5 separate regions of the Sus scrofa genome follow, and regions 2, 3, 4 and 5 are each linked to region 1. The links are chromatin contacts, called in public HiChIP or PLAC-seq maps. All regions are on one chromosome and are shown on one strand. Each heading gives the region's core, a stretch centred on a gene start, on an enhancer-like site or on the middle of the called end of the contact. The rest is flanking DNA. Distances are from core to core; before and after follow the strand shown.

Region 1 (3,699 bases), core at 1,021-3,520:
CCCACATAGACTCTGAGCCTGGTCCTGTGACTTGCTTTAACAAGTCACAATAACACATTATTAAAAGCAAATGATGCACATTGAGACTTATCCTTTTGAGATGCTCCCTCTTGGAATCCTTGAGAGGATTCCATGCTGTGAGGAAGCCCAAATTAGCCACATGAAGAAGTCATGTAGAGAAAAACCAGGGAACTCAGCCAAGAGCCAGAAGAGAGAACCAAGATATATGACCCCGCTTGAACCAGGCTCCACCAAGTGAGCCACCCCAATTGAGACTATAGACATCATGGAGCAGAGGTAAACTCCCTGAACTATGCCCTAATTCCTGAGCCAGACAATCCAGAATCATAAGCACATAAGAGTTGCTGTTTTAAGTCATAAGTTTTGGAGTCATTTGTGAACAGCAATAGCTAACTAAAATAAAACACTACGAAAAGAATAAAGAATGTACAACAAATAACTAATTATTGAGAGAGAATAGAATTTAAAATACTCCAAAAGAAGGCATGAAAGAACAAATGACACAAATAGAAAGTAAACAGTAAAATGATAGATTTGAAACTCAGATACTTGCTTCTAGGAAATTCCATCTATGAGTAGGCACAGTCCAAGATTTTGCCTCAATACAATTTTTAAAGCCTGGAAATTCTTGCCTTTTAATTAGTGGTCCCTGAATACTGTCCATTTCATTCTCACTTTAGTGTCTAGACCCTGCATTGATGCCACTTAAAATAAGCCTGCTGGGAGGATACTTCCCCTAATATATTGTTTGCTAGTGCATCACCCAGTTTGGTTTAGAACAGTTTAAGAAAGGCTTGGAACAATAATATTTATTACCATCACTTTTTATTTTTTACAGGCTTCCATGTTTGTAGGATAAGAACTGGCTTTTTCAACCCAGAATGGCTCCCAAGTTATGGAATTAAGTCACTTTAGATTTCAGGCCACAGGAAGGGAGTATCTCTTTGGGAGATGTTCCCTTCTCAGACAGCTGTTGGGGATACAGCCGTGATTAATTTTCTTTGATTTTGACAAGGGCTTTCTTTCTCCCTCCCCCCGCCCCGCGCGCCCACGTACAGTAATTAAATGAATTTAACGTGGTACTTCTTCCTCCACCTCTAAAAAACTAATCAATAGGTGGACTCATCATCCAGGGCATTTTAAAATTCAGAAAACATGGCAAAATCACATGCGGTGTATATTTTAGAGGTGAGTACATGGTGCTCTGTAAGCTCCATGAAGACATAGTATCTGGGCTGATCAAGGCTCTCTAAGTGTAGGTAAGCCACCAGAACAGCCCAGGCATGCAATAGGCACTTGAGAAATATTTGCTGAGTGAAGAAACAAGTCACTAAGGTGTTTGCGGGCTTTAAAACACACACATAGGAGTTCCCGTCGTGGCGCAGTGGTTAACGAATCCGACTAGGAACCATGAGGTTGCGGGTTCGGTCCCTGCCCTTGCTCAGTGGGTTAACGATCCGGCGTTGCCGTGAGCTGTGGTGTAGGTTGCAGACACGGCTCGGATCCAGCGTTGCTGTGGCTCTGGCGTAGGCCAGTGGCTACAGCTCTGATTCGACCCCTAGCCTGGGAACCTCCATATGCCGCGGGAGCGGCCCAAAGAAATAGCAAAAAGACAAAAAAAAAAAAAAAAAAAAAAAAAAACACACACATAACCTCTTTTATTGTCAAAACCCCAAAGCTAGGGGTTTGCAATACTAGCGAATATTTCCTGTGAAACTGGAATGCCTGCAACCTGGTCTGGCAAACGCCAGTCCGGGTGTGCAGCGAAGCCTGCCCATCCGGAATAGGGCGGGCGACCCCGTCTGGCCACAGCGGTGGTAACAGCCGATTGCTTCCTCTCCGGGTCTGGGGCAACCGGGGCAGGAGGCCACTGCTGCGGAGGCAAATAAACAAAGCCAGCCTCACAGAAACGGGTTGTTCCGTTTCACATCCTCCTTCGGGCGCCTGGGTTTCTTCCAAACAAAGTGACCCTCCATCTGTCCGCAGGCAGGTGGAGCCCGCCCCACACAGGGCACACCTCCCCTCCTCACAACTGAGCAATTCTACAGGCTGGTAGGCGCAGACCCTTCCGACCCCTCCAGCGGCCAAAGGACACGCCCCCTCCAGAGAGCACGCGCCGCCGCACGCACATACATCTCGGCGCGCCTCCCGAGAGTGAGCGCGCACGCGCACGAGGGGCGGGCCTCCTTCCCGGCACCCACTGAGCTCCCCGTCCTCTCACTCCACCCCACCCCCCTGCTGCTCAGGCTCCGCCCCCGCGACGGGGCTGCTGAGAGGAGGCGACCGGAAGCCACTTTAAAGCAGAGCTCGAGGTGACAGGCGAACGAGCTGGATCGGGAGTGCAGTCGCGGCTTTTTGCGCTCCCGGCCGCGGAATGGCCCGTGCGCCACACACCGTGTCTCCGGCCTGCGACCCCTAGACGCCTGAGCCGGTTCTCCGCACCCACCCCCTGGCGCTGACACTGCCCGCGAGCCTGAGGCGCTGACTCGGCTCCTGTGGTCGGTTCTCTCAGGCTGCCGGTTCAGGTAAAGGGCTCCGGGTGGGCTTTGAGGGGCCGATGATGAGGGACTCTAGCTGGGTTGGTGGGTGCGGAAAGGGACGCCGGCCTCGCTGCCGGCTTTCACCGACCGGGGGTGATTGATGTTTAAACCGTGCCTTTTTGTACCGAATTCAGTCGGATCCCGTCAATATCGGGATGGCATTGGTCTACACTTCTTAGTCACTTCGGGCCTCTGGCAGGTGTATAAATCGAAGTAAGACACCGAAAGGTTTAGTCGGGGGCGCTGGCGGCTCATCATTCCCACTGAATTGTGGCGGCTCGGGGGCGCGTCTGTGTGGGTCGCCCCCATGGGGCAGACCCGGCTCTCTGAGGCGCAGATCGCAGGGGAGGGCACGGCCGCTGAGGGGAGCCTTCCGGCGGACCTGCGTTCCGGCTACAGCCCAGAAGTTTGCAGGCTGTTTTCAGATTAACTTTGAAGTCGTCTCCTTCCTCCCCGCCAGCCCGAGAAGTGCCTGCTGCTGCTGCGTTTCCCCGGCTCTTCTCGGGTCGGTCCTCGGAGCCCACAGGACGATCTTTTCAGGAAGGTTGTTCCGGGAGGGAAAGAGATTCACTGTGGAAGGCGGCGCAAGTGGCTTCTAGAAGGGAGGGCAGCAGGGGCAGGGGTCGCTCGTTGGGTGGGAGGAAGCTAGCCCGAGGGTTTGCGGGGCGCCGAGGGACAGGTGGGAGCTGGATGCTTGGAACACCCGGAATTGGCCGCGGTGCGGGGAGTTGCTGCGATCCGGGGCGCGGAGCTGCGCAAACGGTCGCAGCCAGCAGGAGGCGTCGCTCGGACCCAGGCTCGGATCCGGGCTTTGCTCTACGCCCGGCGGAGTCTTGAGTTTGGTGCAGGCGGTTTCCCAGGACCGTGCGAGGGGCCGGGAGTGCCCAAGAACTGAGGGCATCACGAGGTGAAGGGTGGAGCAGTGGGGCGCCTACGGCAGGAACTGGAGGAAGTGTCCTTCCAATCTTTATTTTTCTGTTATGCAAACTAATTGAGGAACTAGGTTCTAGTGACTTCCCCACTCCAGCCACTCCTCCACTTCTCTGCCCCTTCCGTGGTTTTATTTCCGAGTTTGACAGAGGGCAAAGATAGGAAAGTTGTAGCGTGTGTGTTTGCACCCGTACAAATGAACTGGGTC
Region 2 (3,303 bases), core at 648-3,147, 130 kb before region 1:
ACGCAGGGAAGAGGAGTACAAAGGCCCTGAGGTGGGGAGGCACTTGGCTTGTTCTAGGAAGCACCAGCCTGAGGCTAATGTGGCCAACATGCAGTGAGCAAAAGAGGCGAAGGGCACAGGCAGGGGACAGATCACACAGGACTCCAGAGGAGTCATGAGTTTTGTTCTACATGTAGCAAATTCTTTGGAGGGTTTTAAGAGGAGGGACATGCTGTTATTTTAATTTTTAAAGATTGCTCTCACTGCTGTGTGAAAAGCAGAATGAAAAGGCAAGGATGGATTGTCCAGGTAACAGGTGTTGGCTGGACTAGCAAGGATGGTGGCTTTGTAGGTAAAGTAGGATTCTGTAGGCTTTGGAAAGAGAGACTGGACTTTTGGATGCCTTGGCAAGAAGAGGGATGAGCTGAGGATTCCTGTCATGCTAATAGAGTGATCACTGACATCCAAAGGGGGAGCTAATATTGCTGGAATGGTTGAAAAAAGAGAGAGAGAGAGGCAGCTCCTGGACTGTGGGAGTACTGTAGGTAGCTAAAGATACATTTCAGTGGAAAAATGAGTCAGTCATCTCCCCAGAGCATTTCCTCCCAGCAGGGCTCTGGCTGGTAGCAGGACGGGCTTCTATGCTCGGGCTTCCATGCTCAATGCACAAGAGAAAAGGATGTTGTCTTAGCAAGAAGCTGCTACCAGGACAGCTTACCATATCCTCTCCCTTTCTACTCCCACCTCTGGCCAGCCCAGCACCAAAGGTTCTGCCCTCAGTCAGCTGTGACTGGGCCCCTTGATATAGTGAGGCTACTAGATTGGGGCCGCTGGGGACTCCCAGCAGATAGAAAGCATGCAGTGCCAGCAGTTATAAGGAAATTTCTAATGGGCAAAGGCAGGCAGCTGCTTCTTTGAATGTACCTAAGGTGAGCATAAACTGGAGAGGTTTTGCTAAGCATCAGCAGACAGGAGAAACAGGAAAGAAGCCACAGCTGCAGGCAGTCCCGTCAGCAGCTCAGGTCCCCAACCTCCAGCCTCAAAGCCCTTGTGAGGTTCCCCACCAGCTACTCAGGGAAGTCCGACTCCTCAGCACTCAGGCCCTTCCCATCCAGGGCTCATCACCCCTCCCTCACCTCCTCTGGGATCCTAATCCCCAGAATAGTGGTCCTCCCCCTGCGGAGTGTCCACCACCCTAGCCTGGAAAAATCCTGGTCCATCCCCAAGGCCCAGCTCAAAGTGACTCAGTCCTGGAAGGACTTCCCTGACACCTGCCAGCCCGTGACACTTGCCAGACCTCCCTCACTCCCCAATTATTGCACTCAGGGTAACACCTTGGTTGCAAAACTGCTAGCTCGTGGGATGTTTGTGTGATCTCTAGTAGATGAAAATGTTTTCAAACAGTTGCCAACATTTAAAAAAAAATGGGCAGCAACTTCACATAAAATTCTGGATGTTATGGCTTTTCTTGAATATTTAAGTCTTGCAACACTATATATACATGTATATATTTCATGTTTTATTCAAGTACTTTATGGTTTCATTTTTCTAATGTTTAGATCTCTTTTCTTATTGGTGTAATGAATGAAGAATGTTTTTTCCTCACATGGCTAACCCACTATATTTTAGACCCAAAATTTCCAACAAATCCAGTTTCTAGATTTGGGTCTCATTGCTGCAGTCTCACTTTAGCACAGTAGTTTAGATCTCTGATGCTCCAGAGCTGGTGGGAAACCAAACTCTCTTCTAGGAGAGGAAAGCGTTACCAGAACCAGTGAGGAAGTCCTACACTATTCCACCAAACTCTAAGGCTTCTGAGGAGAGCACTGAGTGGAGACAAGGTCACTCTGGCCAACATGACTGCAGGCAGAGGAAGGGTGAGGCTCAAACCTCAGCATCAGTCATCAGGAATGTATTTCACCACGGTCTCCACAGAGGGTCAGACTATTCCTGAAAGAAAGTCTGCCTTTGTTCCTTGTCCTAGTGTAACACATGCCCTTGGCCTATTTCTTGCAATAAATACTAGCTAGCCCTAGATGATCTCACCCTTTCCTAGGGCTTCAATTAGCATGACGGTGCAGATAACTCCTAAACTCTCAACTCCAGTCCTTTGCTACCACTAAGGTCCACAGCTGCCCTTCTGGCTGCCTACGAGTCACTTCTTTTTTTTTTTTTTGTCTTTTTAGGGCCACACTTGTAAGTTCCCTGGCTAGGGGTCGAATTGGAGCCATAGCTGTGGGCCTACGCCACAGCCACAGCAATGCTATATCTGAGCCACGTCTTCGACCTACATCACAGCTTGAGGCAACACCAGATCTTTAACCCACTGAACAAGGCCAGAGGTCAAACCTGAGTCCTCACGGATACTAGTCAGGTTCATTACCCCTGAGCCACGATGGGAACTCCTACCAGTCACTTCTACGTGAGATCCCATAGGCACCTTCACTTCAACACATCCTACTCCAAACTTCTTGTGCTCCAGACTTCTGTGGATCCTGTATCAGTATCTTCCTAGTCACCCAGTCTTTAAGTTGCCATCAGCCTCCAAAATGTCTCTCCAAGTCACTCTCCTTTTCTACTCCACTGCTAACTGTCTAGGTAATGCTTATTGTCTCTGGCTGGGACTGCAATTAATTTCTAACATCTGTGTCCCCTTTCAATCTCCTTCCAACTCATCCTTCAAAATACCTCTAGGTGTCTAATGGGGTCACTCACAGCTGAGAAGTCCTCTGAAATTCCCACTGCCTACAGCATTAAGCCCCAACTCCAAAAAATGGAATTCGAGGCCTTCCACTCTTTACCGGAATTTCTTTTTTCCATATTCCCACCATCCCCACACTTCATTCATTCACTCTACACTTCTATCACTCCATTTCACAGACTCCACTTTTTCACGCTATTCTCTCTACCTGGTATTCCTGTTAATCCCTCACAAGGATTCTAACTGATTCTCTCCTTATCTTTGGACCCCTGCTGTTCACAGGTGGCTATTAAGTGCACATAAGGCAGCCAATCCAAATGGAGATGTGCTCTTAGTGTCAAATGTACACCTGATTTGAAAGACTTAGTACTTTAAAACATGTAAAGCATCTTTTTTTTTTTTTTTTTTTTTTTTTGTCTTTTGCAATTTCTTGGGCTGCTCCCGCGGCATATGGAGGTTCCCAGGCTAGGGGTCCAATTGGAGCTGTAGCCACCGGCCTACACCAGAGCCACAGCAACGTGGGATCCGAGCCATGTTTGCAACCTACACCACAGCTCACGGCAACGCCAACCCACTGAGCAAGGGCAGGGACCAAACCCACAACCTCCTGGTGCCTAGTCAGA
Region 3 (3,661 bases), core at 41-2,540, 73 kb before region 1:
CCTATATACATATATATATACACACACACACACCTATGTATATACATAGACATACATATTTATTATATATATTCTACATGTGTGTGTATATACACCTAGAAGTGGAACTTCCAGGTAATCAAGTAAGCAGATATTTAGCTTTCTTAGATATTGCCAAAAATTTTCCAAACTTGTTATATATTCCCTTCCACTAGCAGGGTCTAAAGTCCTAGTTCCTCTATATCCTTAGCATTACTTGGTATTGTCAGTCCTTTTAATTTTAAAAATTTTAGCCATCCTGGCAGATGTGTAGTAGTCTCTCACTGTAGCTTGAATTCTACTTTCCCTGCTGATTAATGAGGTCAAACACCTTTACATATTCCAATTGTCTATTTGAATTTTGACCTTTGATTGATTTAAAGCAGAAGATTGACCCAATGAGTAGCTTTTAAAAGGTCTCTCTCAGAGTTTTCCGGTGGTTCAGCAGGTTAAGGATCCAGCATAGTCACTGCTGTGGCTCTGATTACAGTTGTGGCACAGGTTTGATCCCTGGCCTGGGAACTCCCACATGTTGTGCGCGAGGCCAAAAAAAAAAAAAAAAAAAAAAAAAGAAAAGTCTCTCTGGGTGCGCTGTAGAGGACTCTAGGGAGCATATTAGAGGCAGAGAGAACATTTAGAAGATGGCTACAACAGTCCAGGCAGGAAACATAGGTAGCTTAGATTAGTAGGGGCAAAGGAGTTGAGAGAAGCAAGAAGACTGAAGATACATTTTGGAGGAGGCCTGATGAATGTGCCCATAGTCTGGACATGGGAGGGAAAAGGAGGAATCCAAGATGATCTGAACAGCTGATGGGATGGTAGTGTCCTTTCCACAGAGGGGAAATCCATGGTAGGAGCTGGTTCCGTGAGTGTTAGAAGGAAAATTATAGGAGATGAAAGAAGAGACCGAATCACACCATAGCAAACTGCCACCCCCCGAGTAAAAAAATTCTGGTCACAAACAGTGCTCAAAGAATCATTCTGGGCACTGAGAATTGTGGTGGAGTTGAATTTGCTCTCTTGCCTTGCAAATGAGCTCTAAAGCACTAGGCTGTGCGTGTGAGTTTGCCAGCAAAACTTACATAACTTCATTCATTGCTAATGTCATTGGGGTTTTATTTTTCCTTCCAAGAATAAGTATGTCTCCACAAGATGAAATGAAAAATCCAGAAATTTAAAATTAGATTAGTTTGGAAATTACTGGCATTTTTCTTCTCGTGTAAGGTCACTCTGCCCTTGCAGGTCAGTGCTGGGGAAGTGACACATTTCTTTCCGGCCCACACTTCTGCTTATTTTCATGCAATAAAAAGCAAGTCCTTAACATTTCAAATGCTTCTTGCATGTGGCAAATATTTTTATTGTCGTTTAAACCTTTAATTTTAAGTTACGTTATGTAAAAGGTAGAGTGCCAGACCACTAGTTTACCAGGCCATTTCTATGTGGAAAATTCTGTACTTGCAGAAAGAATAAGCTGACTTCCCAAGTCTCTCACTGGGTTAGGCTTCCTGCTGCTTTGATTTGTGGACTACTCTACAGTTCCTAAGCCGGCGACAATACTACATAAAAGAAGGGCCTCACAGTAATGACAGCTTATTATAGATAGTCCCTGTCCTAAACACCAACCCTGTGAGGCATGCACTATTATTATCTCCATTTAACATGCGAGAAAACGGAATTCAGTCACTTGCCCAGGATTGCCTGGCTGGTAAGCAACAAGGCCAAAATCAGAACCCAGGTTTTTGTGAGTCTGACCCTGAATCTTTTAACGGTTCCCAAGCTAGGCCAGTGTGGAGTGGAAGTGAAGTGCTTTTCTGCCAGAGCCAGCCTTCCTGGGTTCACATCACAGCCCTATACTGGCTGTGTGGCCCTGATGGGCAGTCTCCTCTGCGTACCTAACTCACTGGGTATAGTGAACATGTACAGTTAACTATTTTATTACAACACATAAAACTGTGCCTAGATTATGCTATGAGAGTGTTAGCTATTACCTTAAAAATAGCTTTATTGACATATAATTCATGTACTACAATTCAGACATTTAAAGTACAATTCAATGGTTTGCAGTATACTTGGAGAGTTGCACAATCACTGATTTTAGAGAATTTCTATATCCCTCAAGAGAAAGCCAGTACTCATTACCAGTCACTACCACTGCCCCATCTCCAGCCATAGGCAATCATTTGTTTACTTTCTGTACTTATAGATTTATAAGAATCTATTGAGGAGTTCCCATTGTGGCTCAGTGGGTTAAGAACCCAACTAGTATCCATGAGGATTCAGGTTTGATCCCTGGCCTCACTCAGTGGGTTAAGGATCTAGCATTGCTATAAGCTGTGGTGTAGGTTGCAGATGTGGCTCAGATCTGGCTCAGATCTGGCGTTGCTGTGGCTGTGGTGTAGGCAGGCAGCTGCAGCTCTGGTTTGGCCCCTAGCCTGGGAACATCCATATGCTGCAGGTGTGGCCCTAAAAAAAAAAAAACTAAAAGGAAAGAAAATAAAAAAGAATCTCTTGAATATACATCACCTATTCTGGACATCTCATGCACATAGAATTTTGTAATATGTGACCTTTTGTCTCTGGCTTCTTTGACTTAGCATAATGTTTTGAGATTCATAAATGTGGTAGCATATATTAATACTTTATTTCCTTTTATTGCCAAATAATTTTGTGTTGTATGGCTATACTGTGTTTTATTTATCCATCCCTCAGTTGATGGACATTTGGGTTGTTTCCACTTTTGGCTACACTATGAACAATGATGTTTTGGATACTTGTGTACAAATTTCTGTGTGGACATATGTTTTCATTTCTCTTGGGTATATAAGCAGGAGTGGAATTACAACTACTACTCAGTACCACCTCTTTGTGTATATATCTCTGAAGATGCAGACATATAACTTTCACAGATAAACACACACTTAATTGTTTTCATTCTAAGTGACCTAAAGAGGTACATATCCTTCTTATTTCACATCTCAAATGAAGAAACTCAAACTCTAGGGGATTTGCCTTATTGTTTCTTGGTCTGCAGATTTGCCTGTGATCTCTTCTCTGCCTCTTGCCAATACTTTGGGTTTGAGCTAGATGGTACTTCGTGCCAGGAAACTTTGCTCAGATGCCATGGGTGGGTCAGGTGCTCTGTTCTGTGCCTCCATGATGTCCTGGGCATTACTTCACCATTGCCCTGGTCACATTCTACTACACTAATCACAACCTACCAGACAGTAGGAACGTGGGGAAGGAACACTGTCTTCCTCAACTTTGTCTTTCATGCAAAGTCCAAGGCCTGGCATGTAGTGATTGCTGAATAGATATGGATGGACGTTAAGAAAAAAGCGATGAAGGAATTGGGCCCAGACACATGCTGGAAAGTAGTCTGTCAAACTGATAACATCTTTTCTGTCACATCACGCAGCCTCAGTTTGAATTGACAGACTAGAAAAACTGAGTGATTATTTAGACCAGAAAAAAAAATACTTCTTTGCTTTATGAAATCACTAAGCACAACCTTCTTATAAATTGGGAGACCTCTGGGAGAATGTTGCCTGAAAGACGGTGTGTGTGCCTTGGGGATGTCCAGGACACGCTTACTGTGTACACGAGGACACTTTTTAACTAATAGCTAATTATTTATCTGAAAGTG
Region 4 (3,288 bases), core at 365-2,864, 110 kb before region 1:
CAACAATACATACTTTCACTTGAGAAATATACTTACTTGTGCTTGAGAACAAACTTCACATTTTTGTATGCAAAGGCTACCAAGTAAGTGCTTACTAGGGTCATCACACTATACAGAACAGCAGACTGAATAAGGTCCATATGCCATATTCGCCAATATAACCCTGAATTAAGATAAAAGGGGGAGGGAGAGTTACAAAAAGGAGCAAAACATTACCACCCAGTTACAAAGGTCTGCTAAATTAATTATACCTAAACCTGGTAAAACACAGGCCGGATTTGGGAACCCAATACAGATAAGAGGAACTTCAGAAGTCTGATACCCAGTAAAAAGTTATTAGTCTCAAGTTTTCCCAGTTCAGAATACCTGAAAAACATAACCTTCCTATTAATAATCTATGATGAGATTTCTACTTTTTCTAAAATGAGAAATCATAACTCAACAAAATCACGATTCAGACTTCAAATTTCATTCTTTAGAGAACTATTACGCTAACTACAGGCAGTTCCAAAATGCCACGTGCAGTCCCAAAGCAGAGTTTACACTATGACGTGGCTGTTTATATGAAATGAAGGCAGTGCTCCTTGCGGCCAGTGAACCTCAAGGCTCCACAAGTTAATTGAACGCTGGGTTTTATAAGGACGAAAGAGAAAATACATCAGGATTTGACTGCCCACCAACAGTACAGCAGTGTAGCAGAGAGGAAATTCACATTCTGGAACCCTGTGCTCTAAAAACAACCTTGGACAAGTCAGTAAAGTTTTCCGCTCAAATGAGAATTCTAGAATTGCCCTAAGAGGATTATGAAGTTTAAACATGGTAGGGGGGCAGGGCTTGGCACTGTTCCAACGTCTCTCGTCAAATTAGGAAAATGATGTTCAGTGTGAAGTGGTTTTCCTAAAAGCTACACTTGAAATTTGGTGCGAGGGCTAACGACATCTGTCTGATTTTATAAGTTTCTCCAAAATAAGTAATGATATAAACTTAAGATCTCCTAATAGCAAACGACAGTTGGGGGCAAGGGGCATATAGCCGGCTGTACGCATGACTGTTAACACCGCAAGATCCTAACCCGACCGTTGGTCGAAATACAGATTTAGGGCCGCCATCCCAGAACGAGTGACTCACGAGCTCCAGGAGTGGGGCCCAGGAACGAGTGAGCGTACTTATAAAACGCGCCACAAGTGGCTTTCCTGGGAGGCCGCCCGCCACTATTCCAGATAGATCACCGAGGCTCACAGAGGATATGTGCTGCCTCGAGCCCAGAGAGAGCTGGGGAGAGCGTGAGTCCCAGGCTCACGCCTCGCCCAAGAACTGGGCCCTGCCACGTCCCCATCCAGGCCGACCCGCCGGCAGCCTCCCCACCCGCCTCGCTCGAACCGCTCACAGATGGGAATGGCGGACACGATGAAGGCGTTCCCGAAGAAGAGCGCCGAGGACTTGGCCGACAGGTTGCGGCTGAAATCCTGCAGAAGCAAGTCCTCCTCGGACTGTTGCTTGGAGCCACCTTTGGGAGCCATGGTGGAACTGGAGCAGCGAGCCGCGAGGGTCGGGCCGCGCGCTGAGCGGGGCAGAAGCCACAGGCACCGCCTCCGCGGCCGCCGTATCCTCTAATGACCCGTCAGCTCCACACGCGGAGGCGGACCCGGAGGTGCGCGAAGAGAGCAGGCTTCCCCAGGATTGGCCAGTCTGGCGCCGCTACGTAGGTTTCCCGGCCTGATTGGGCGAGCGGGCAAGACTTCCTGAGTCCTGGAGTGCCACGTGACTCATCCGTCTCCAGGAGGAAGTGGGGATTTGTAGTTTAGTGGGTACTTTTTTTTTTTAATTAACAAAACTTTATTGGCATTCCACTTCACAGATGCTTATAACTCTTTTTCAAAATCGTTGAATTCCGAAATAAGAAGCTCTTCTGGCCCTGAGTCGTACAGTCATTCATTCAGCGAGCGCCTGTTTAGCCTGCTCTGTGTTTACCCAGCACTGGAGCATTGGAAGAGGAAGAGGAGAAGGATGAAGCTAGTAAGTGTAGAGCCCCCCTTTTTACGCATCCATTATTTAATATCTTAAATAATCCTATGACATGCCCATCATTGTCCACATTTTGCTGGAAAAAATGCAAAACGCGGACAGTTTTGAGGGTGAGAGAACAGCTATGTGGTCTACAAAACATGGGCTCCTTTCAATAAAATAGTAGGCTACCTTTTTTACTAAAAAGGCGCTCTTGCTTATAAGGAGCTCATGTTCTCATTGATAAAATTTAAATGTGTCCAATACATTTACAAATTACACTTTATTACTCTAAAGATTTAGTTGAAATAATAGGGCATCCAAAATCATGCTAAATGAAACAATACTAATATGTTGGCTGGACAGGGCACCTCTGAAGCTCAGAAAATTGAATATGCTCATTAAAACAATCAGAATCCACTTTAAACTCAAGTTACCAGTTTTTCTTCAAAAAATATTGCTCATCCACTTCACACTCAGCAAGGCTTCTTTTATCTACTAACGTCAGACAAAACTTCCTCAACATCCAGCTTCCCTATCAATGGACTTGTAGATCTTTCACACCTTATCCAAATTGTAATCGACCTCCACAGCTTCCATTCTAATGGAGCCTTCTGCCTTCAAAAGTTTTCAACTTATTCTCTATAAAGATAGCACAATGAGTTTTCCTGAAATATAAATCCTCTAATTATCTACAGCAAGTATTCCCAAATGCTAGATGTTTTCACCAGTCATAGCCAAATAATAAGAAATAGACCATCTAGGGAATTTTATAGAAAACTAAAAGTGTTCATTTAAAAATATCTATATTTATGTCTTTCTTTAATTTTAAAATGCTTTTTTATTATGGGGTGGTGGTGATAGAGAAGAAACTCATATTTTCTCTTCCAAAATACTCCCATTTTTCCTACTTTATGAAATCACACCTCATCTTTTTTTTTTACCCATTTGCTAGGGCTAAAATGTTAGGTTTCAACATGAATTCCTTCCTTTCTCTCTCCATCTGTGACCAGTTCATCAGCAAAAGCTTTTGGATCTGTCTCTTTAACTAGATTTCTTGCTTGCTATTTATAAACCAAGGATATGAGAAGATTACAGATAAAATCAGAAAACTATAAGATAAAAAAAAAAATCAACAAGCTAGTTGAAGAAGAGGAAGAAAATAAGAAACAATGATGAGGTTAAAAAAAATTACACTTAAAGCTATTTAAACAATTAAAACAAAAAAGAGGAGTTCCCATTGTGGCTCAGTGGTAATGAACTCAACTAGCATCCATGAGGATG
Region 5 (3,847 bases), core at 1,087-3,586, 100 kb after region 1:
GTGTTTCTCACTCATAAGAGTCTACACTCAGTCTCCAGCAATTTGTCACAATTACTAGTTAAGCAGTCCCACCCTTATCGCTCCAGTGACTTCTGTTACCTCTCTTTGGATGCACCTGTCTCTCCAGATTTCAGGGTGTGGTTTACCTTGAACCTGCACTTCTGTGATGGACCTGAGAAAGGTCACTGATTTTCAGTTTGTCCAGCTTTTTCTTGTTGTAAGGATGGGAATGGTGTTTTCCAAGATTTTTACACATCAGAGTGGAAACCAGAAGTCTGCAAACTAAAATGAATTCCATTTTTTCCTATTAGACTGGCAGACTTAAGACTGATAGTACTCAAGTAGCAGAGAGAGAGGAAGTGAGTATTCTCATATGGTGTTGACAGGAAACTACTATGGGTGTCATCTTTCTTGGAGGCAATTTCACATTATCAAGGTTTAAAATGCACAATCCCCCCCCCCTTTTTTGGCTGCACCTGCAATATATGAAAGTTCCAAGGCCAGGGATCAAACCTACACCTCAGCAGTGACTCGAGCTACTACAGAGACAATGCCAAATCCTTAACCTGATGCACCACAGCAGGAACTCCAATGCACAACCCCTTTGACCTAGCAATTCCACCTAGAGGATTCTAGTCTACAGAGAGGCACACACAAATGTGAAAATACACAAGAACATTTGCTAAATAATTGTCTCTAATAGCAGTAAACTGGAAACAACTTAAAGTTCTATCCATAGAATGGTTAAAAAAAAACCAACTATGTATGACTGACTGATTCTATGACTACACCAAAAATGTATGCAGATTTATGTGCTGAAATGCTAATGACCATGACATATTGCTAAGTGGAAAAAAAATCAAATTACAGAATGGTATGATACTGTCTTTGCACAAACAAAACAAGCAAAGCATTGTGTGTGTATGGGACATGGGGGTGGGTATGCACAGATGTGCATTTGTATCTGCTTAGAAAAAAAATGTCTGGGAAGTGTGGACACTAAATTCTAGCAGTTAATAGCTTCTCTTCTGATAGTGAGAAGTATCCCATTTTAGAGAAGATTAACACGTTTTAAAGCAAGCATGTGTTACTTTTACAATTAAAAATACACACATGGAGTTCCCATCGTGGCTCAGCAGAAACGAATCTGACTAGCATCAATGAGGACGCAGGTTCCATCCCTGGCCTCGCTCAGTGGGTTAAGGAGCCAGTGTTGCTGTGAGCTGTGGTGTAGGTCACAGACTCACTTCGGATCTGGCATCGCTGTGGCTGTGGTGTAGGCCAGCAGCTACAGTTCCAATCTGACACTTAGTCTGGGAATCACCATATGTCGTGGGTGTGGCCCTAAAAAGACCAGAAAAAAAAAAAAAATTTACCCATAAAGCTATTCAGGTCTAGGGTTAGGCCCAAATCAGGGCCTAACTTCAGTATTTTAAATGGGCATTAGGAATTCATTTTCTTTGAAAGATATGAGGCTAAGCAGGTTTTCTACTTCTTCTTGAACAATGCTGATTGTGTCCTTTAAGGAATTTGTTCATTTCTTTTAAGTTGTCAGATTTATTGACACACACACACAAAGGAAATAGCCTACTCCTCAATTAAAGGGAAAGCAGAGAAAAGACGGCAATAAACTTCAGTTCATATTTCCAAACAATTCCAGGAATTTTAAATAAGATGCATTTTCATCTACATAAAAGACCTCTTGGAATGGAGAAGGGAAGGAAAGCCACTTCTCTACCAGTGGAAGGGGTTGGCTAGCTCTGGTCTGTGCAAGAGTGTGTGCAGGGACTGTGTCCATCTTGCTCATGATCACTCCGGTGTCTACTCTGGGTTGGGCATCTAGCAGGGCCTCCATACAAACTGGTTGAATTAAAAAATTAAATGGGGGAAAAATGGCAATGGTTCTGTGACAAATTTACTGAACGGTGTACAGTAGGGAAATCTGGCAGGCAGCTGATGGGAAGTTTCTTTGTTCTTACTGAGTTTAGATACTAGAGTCAAATTCTAGAATTTAAATAGGAAGTTACAAGCACCATAACCATGTTGAGGAAATTAACCAGACTGAGAAAGAGTGCTGCTCACTGGCTGAGAATCTTTCTCATACTGAAATAGCAGAAGTTGCCTAAGCAATTTTTTCTCTGCCAGCTCACAAAAAGGATCACTGATTCAGGAAATGACCTCTAAGTATAACATTTTAGTTTTAATTTTTACATTCAAAAAGTCATGTGGTGAATGGGGCCAGAATCAGAATTACCTGGGGCTTTAGTGGGTTAGAGTGTTACTGGGCAAAGTGAGAAAACAGAGCAAGATTTATTGAGCATCTCATAATGACTCATCAGGGCACAGGGTTAGTCACTCAGCACATGGTATCTCATTAAAGTTCATAACAAGCTTGTGAGGCACTGTCATCATTTACAGAAGAGGAAAAAGAGACTTGGAGAACTTGGGTAACTTGTCTCAGAAGACAAAGCCAGAAAGTGGCAGAGCTGGGATTTGAATTCAGATGGGCCTGGCTCCAGGGCCCATGGTCACTTCCTGGGCCACAGGACTCTGTCTTGGTTGGTGTTGGAGTGACTCACCTATGTCACATGAGAGCAGTCCCTGTGGAAGACTTCCAAGGACTTGGTTCCTAAGAACTGACTAGACTGGACCATCACCTCTGCAGAACTAATCCAGAAATTTTTACACTTATATGAGAGATGCCTATCCCATCTTTAACTTCTAGAAGTTTTGGGGAAATGACTTGGTATTACCAAACGGGATTCTCCAAATCCTGAATAAACACAAGCATGCTGTATATTCCCCCAAACTCATCCCAGGACATAGAGCACCCCCATGCTGAAACAAATCACAGCTCCTGAAGAACTGCTTACGAGGGTGGCAGTGATGCGGAGACAGTCACGTGTTATAAATACCCGCATGGAATAAAAATCTACATTTAATTTTCCATGATATTTGCTAACTCAGATGAAATGATTTTCATCTTCATTTTCACCACAGCAGAAAAAGTTAAAATACCACAATGCTGCAGCTTTCAGCATGTTTATATCACCTCTGATTCCTTCTCTAATGCATTTCAGGCCCAGTGTTTAGCCCCCATTGACACTATGTTAAGCACTACACCTATTTCCTTGACACACTGTCCTGAACCTCTAATGTTAGGGTGCTTCACAGCCAGGTCCTTCACTTCCTACTTTTCTCTCCTTCCAAAGCTCTACATTATCTTTTACAAAGCAACAGCACCTACCTTTATCTCCCCAGTCTTCACATCTCCAGTCAGATGTCCAATGGCAACTTCCCGTGTAACGCAGCTGCAAAGAATTCTCAGTTCCTACCTTCACCTCAAACTTATTCCTCCCCTTCCCTCTAAATTCAGTTCTCTATCCCATGATACTGTCAACCATTCTGTTGTTCAAACCATAACCTATTTCCTGGTTTCCTACTTTTCCCCTCACCTCCACATCTAATTCTTCAGCAAGTTTGAAGGTTCTGCTTCTAAAATGTCTCAAAACCATCCACTTTACTTCCTTTCTGCCAATGTTAAGCTACTAATCACTTATCTCAACTATTCTTAACTGGTTTTCTTGTTTCCATCTGTCTCCCATAAAGGAGCCAGAATGATAAGTGTAAAACATAAATAACATTGATATCCTGCAGTCTTTCAACATTTTCCAGTTGTACTATACCATGGTCCACAGGACTTGCATCATCCAGCCCCTGCCTACCTCTACAACCTCATCTCCTAGATCTTTTTCAAAACTCACAGCCCTGCAGGCACATTGTCCTCTACCTATTCCTTGACCACACAAAATTAGCTTCCTTGAGCTTTTCCTGGAAGCTCCCCAGG

Evidence for each region. HiChIP or PLAC-seq counts read pairs in DNA pulled down with a chosen protein or histone mark.
Region 2: a contact with region 1 is called in an H3K27ac HiChIP or PLAC-seq map of alveolar macrophages. The contact joins the enhancer-like site here to the promoter of TIPARP in region 1. A contact is called at or near these places in 1 of 5 promoter capture datasets (liver), 4 of 47 Hi-C or Micro-C datasets (blood, embryonic fibroblasts, liver and 1 more) and 2 of 2 datasets of contacts at active chromatin or transcription factors (alveolar macrophages and skeletal muscle).
Region 3: an H3K27ac HiChIP or PLAC-seq map of alveolar macrophages shows a contact between it and region 1. The contact joins the enhancer-like site here to the promoter of TIPARP in region 1. A contact is called at or near these places in 1 of 5 promoter capture datasets (liver), 6 of 47 Hi-C or Micro-C datasets (brain, embryonic fibroblasts, epiblast stem cells and 2 more) and 2 of 2 datasets of contacts at active chromatin or transcription factors (alveolar macrophages and skeletal muscle).
Region 4: an H3K27ac HiChIP or PLAC-seq map of alveolar macrophages shows a contact between it and region 1. The contact joins the promoter of SSR3 here to the promoter of TIPARP in region 1. A contact is called at or near these places in 3 of 5 promoter capture datasets (fetal liver and liver), 13 of 47 Hi-C or Micro-C datasets (alveolar macrophages, blood, embryonic fibroblasts and 6 more) and 2 of 2 datasets of contacts at active chromatin or transcription factors (alveolar macrophages and skeletal muscle).
Region 5: a contact with region 1 is called in an H3K27ac HiChIP or PLAC-seq map of alveolar macrophages. The contact joins the enhancer-like site here to the promoter of TIPARP in region 1. A contact is called at or near these places in 9 of 47 Hi-C or Micro-C datasets (adipocytes, alveolar macrophages, embryonic fibroblasts and 5 more) and 1 of 2 datasets of contacts at active chromatin or transcription factors (alveolar macrophages).

What each region holds. Positions count from the first base shown.
Region 1 is chr13:96,494,116-96,497,814 of Sscrofa11.1, forward strand. It overlaps TIPARP (TCDD-inducible poly [ADP-ribose] polymerase), which reads left to right and starts at 2,271. Exons shown (of 6, transcript XM_005669945.3): 1 at 2,271-2,546.
Region 2 is chr13:96,367,119-96,370,421 of Sscrofa11.1, forward strand. All of the region lies in intron 14 of KCNAB1 (potassium voltage-gated channel, shaker-related subfamily, beta member 1), which reads left to right. It also overlaps a transcript of SSR3 not described here. Among named protein-coding and RNA genes, the nearest start is that of SSR3, 21 kb to the right of the region's middle. Within about 2 kb of position 1,898, at least 15 of the 83 cell types and tissues checked have an H3K27ac peak or open chromatin away from gene starts, as enhancers often do. A contact at or near this core is called in alveolar macrophages, embryonic fibroblasts and skeletal muscle, where this site is marked.
Region 3 is chr13:96,421,846-96,425,506 of Sscrofa11.1, forward strand. No RefSeq gene overlaps it. Among named protein-coding and RNA genes, the nearest start is that of SSR3, 33 kb to the left of the region's middle. Within about 2 kb of position 1,291, at least 11 of the 83 cell types and tissues checked have an H3K27ac peak or open chromatin away from gene starts, as enhancers often do. A contact at or near this core is called in alveolar macrophages and skeletal muscle, where this site is marked.
Region 4 is chr13:96,388,576-96,391,863 of Sscrofa11.1, forward strand. SSR3 (signal sequence receptor subunit 3) reads right to left here and starts at 1,615. Exons shown (of 5, transcript NM_001244147.1): 1 at 1,388-1,615; 2 at 37-163. The coding sequence starts at 1,520. It overlaps LOC106505723 (a long non-coding RNA gene), which reads left to right and starts at 1,771. Exons shown (of 2, transcript XR_001300390.2): 1 at 1,771-2,016.
Region 5 is chr13:96,594,700-96,598,546 of Sscrofa11.1, forward strand. No RefSeq gene overlaps it. Among named protein-coding and RNA genes, the nearest start is that of LEKR1, 44 kb to the right of the region's middle. Within about 2 kb of position 2,337, at least 16 of the 83 cell types and tissues checked have an H3K27ac peak or open chromatin away from gene starts, as enhancers often do. A contact at or near this core is called in alveolar macrophages and embryonic fibroblasts, where this site is marked.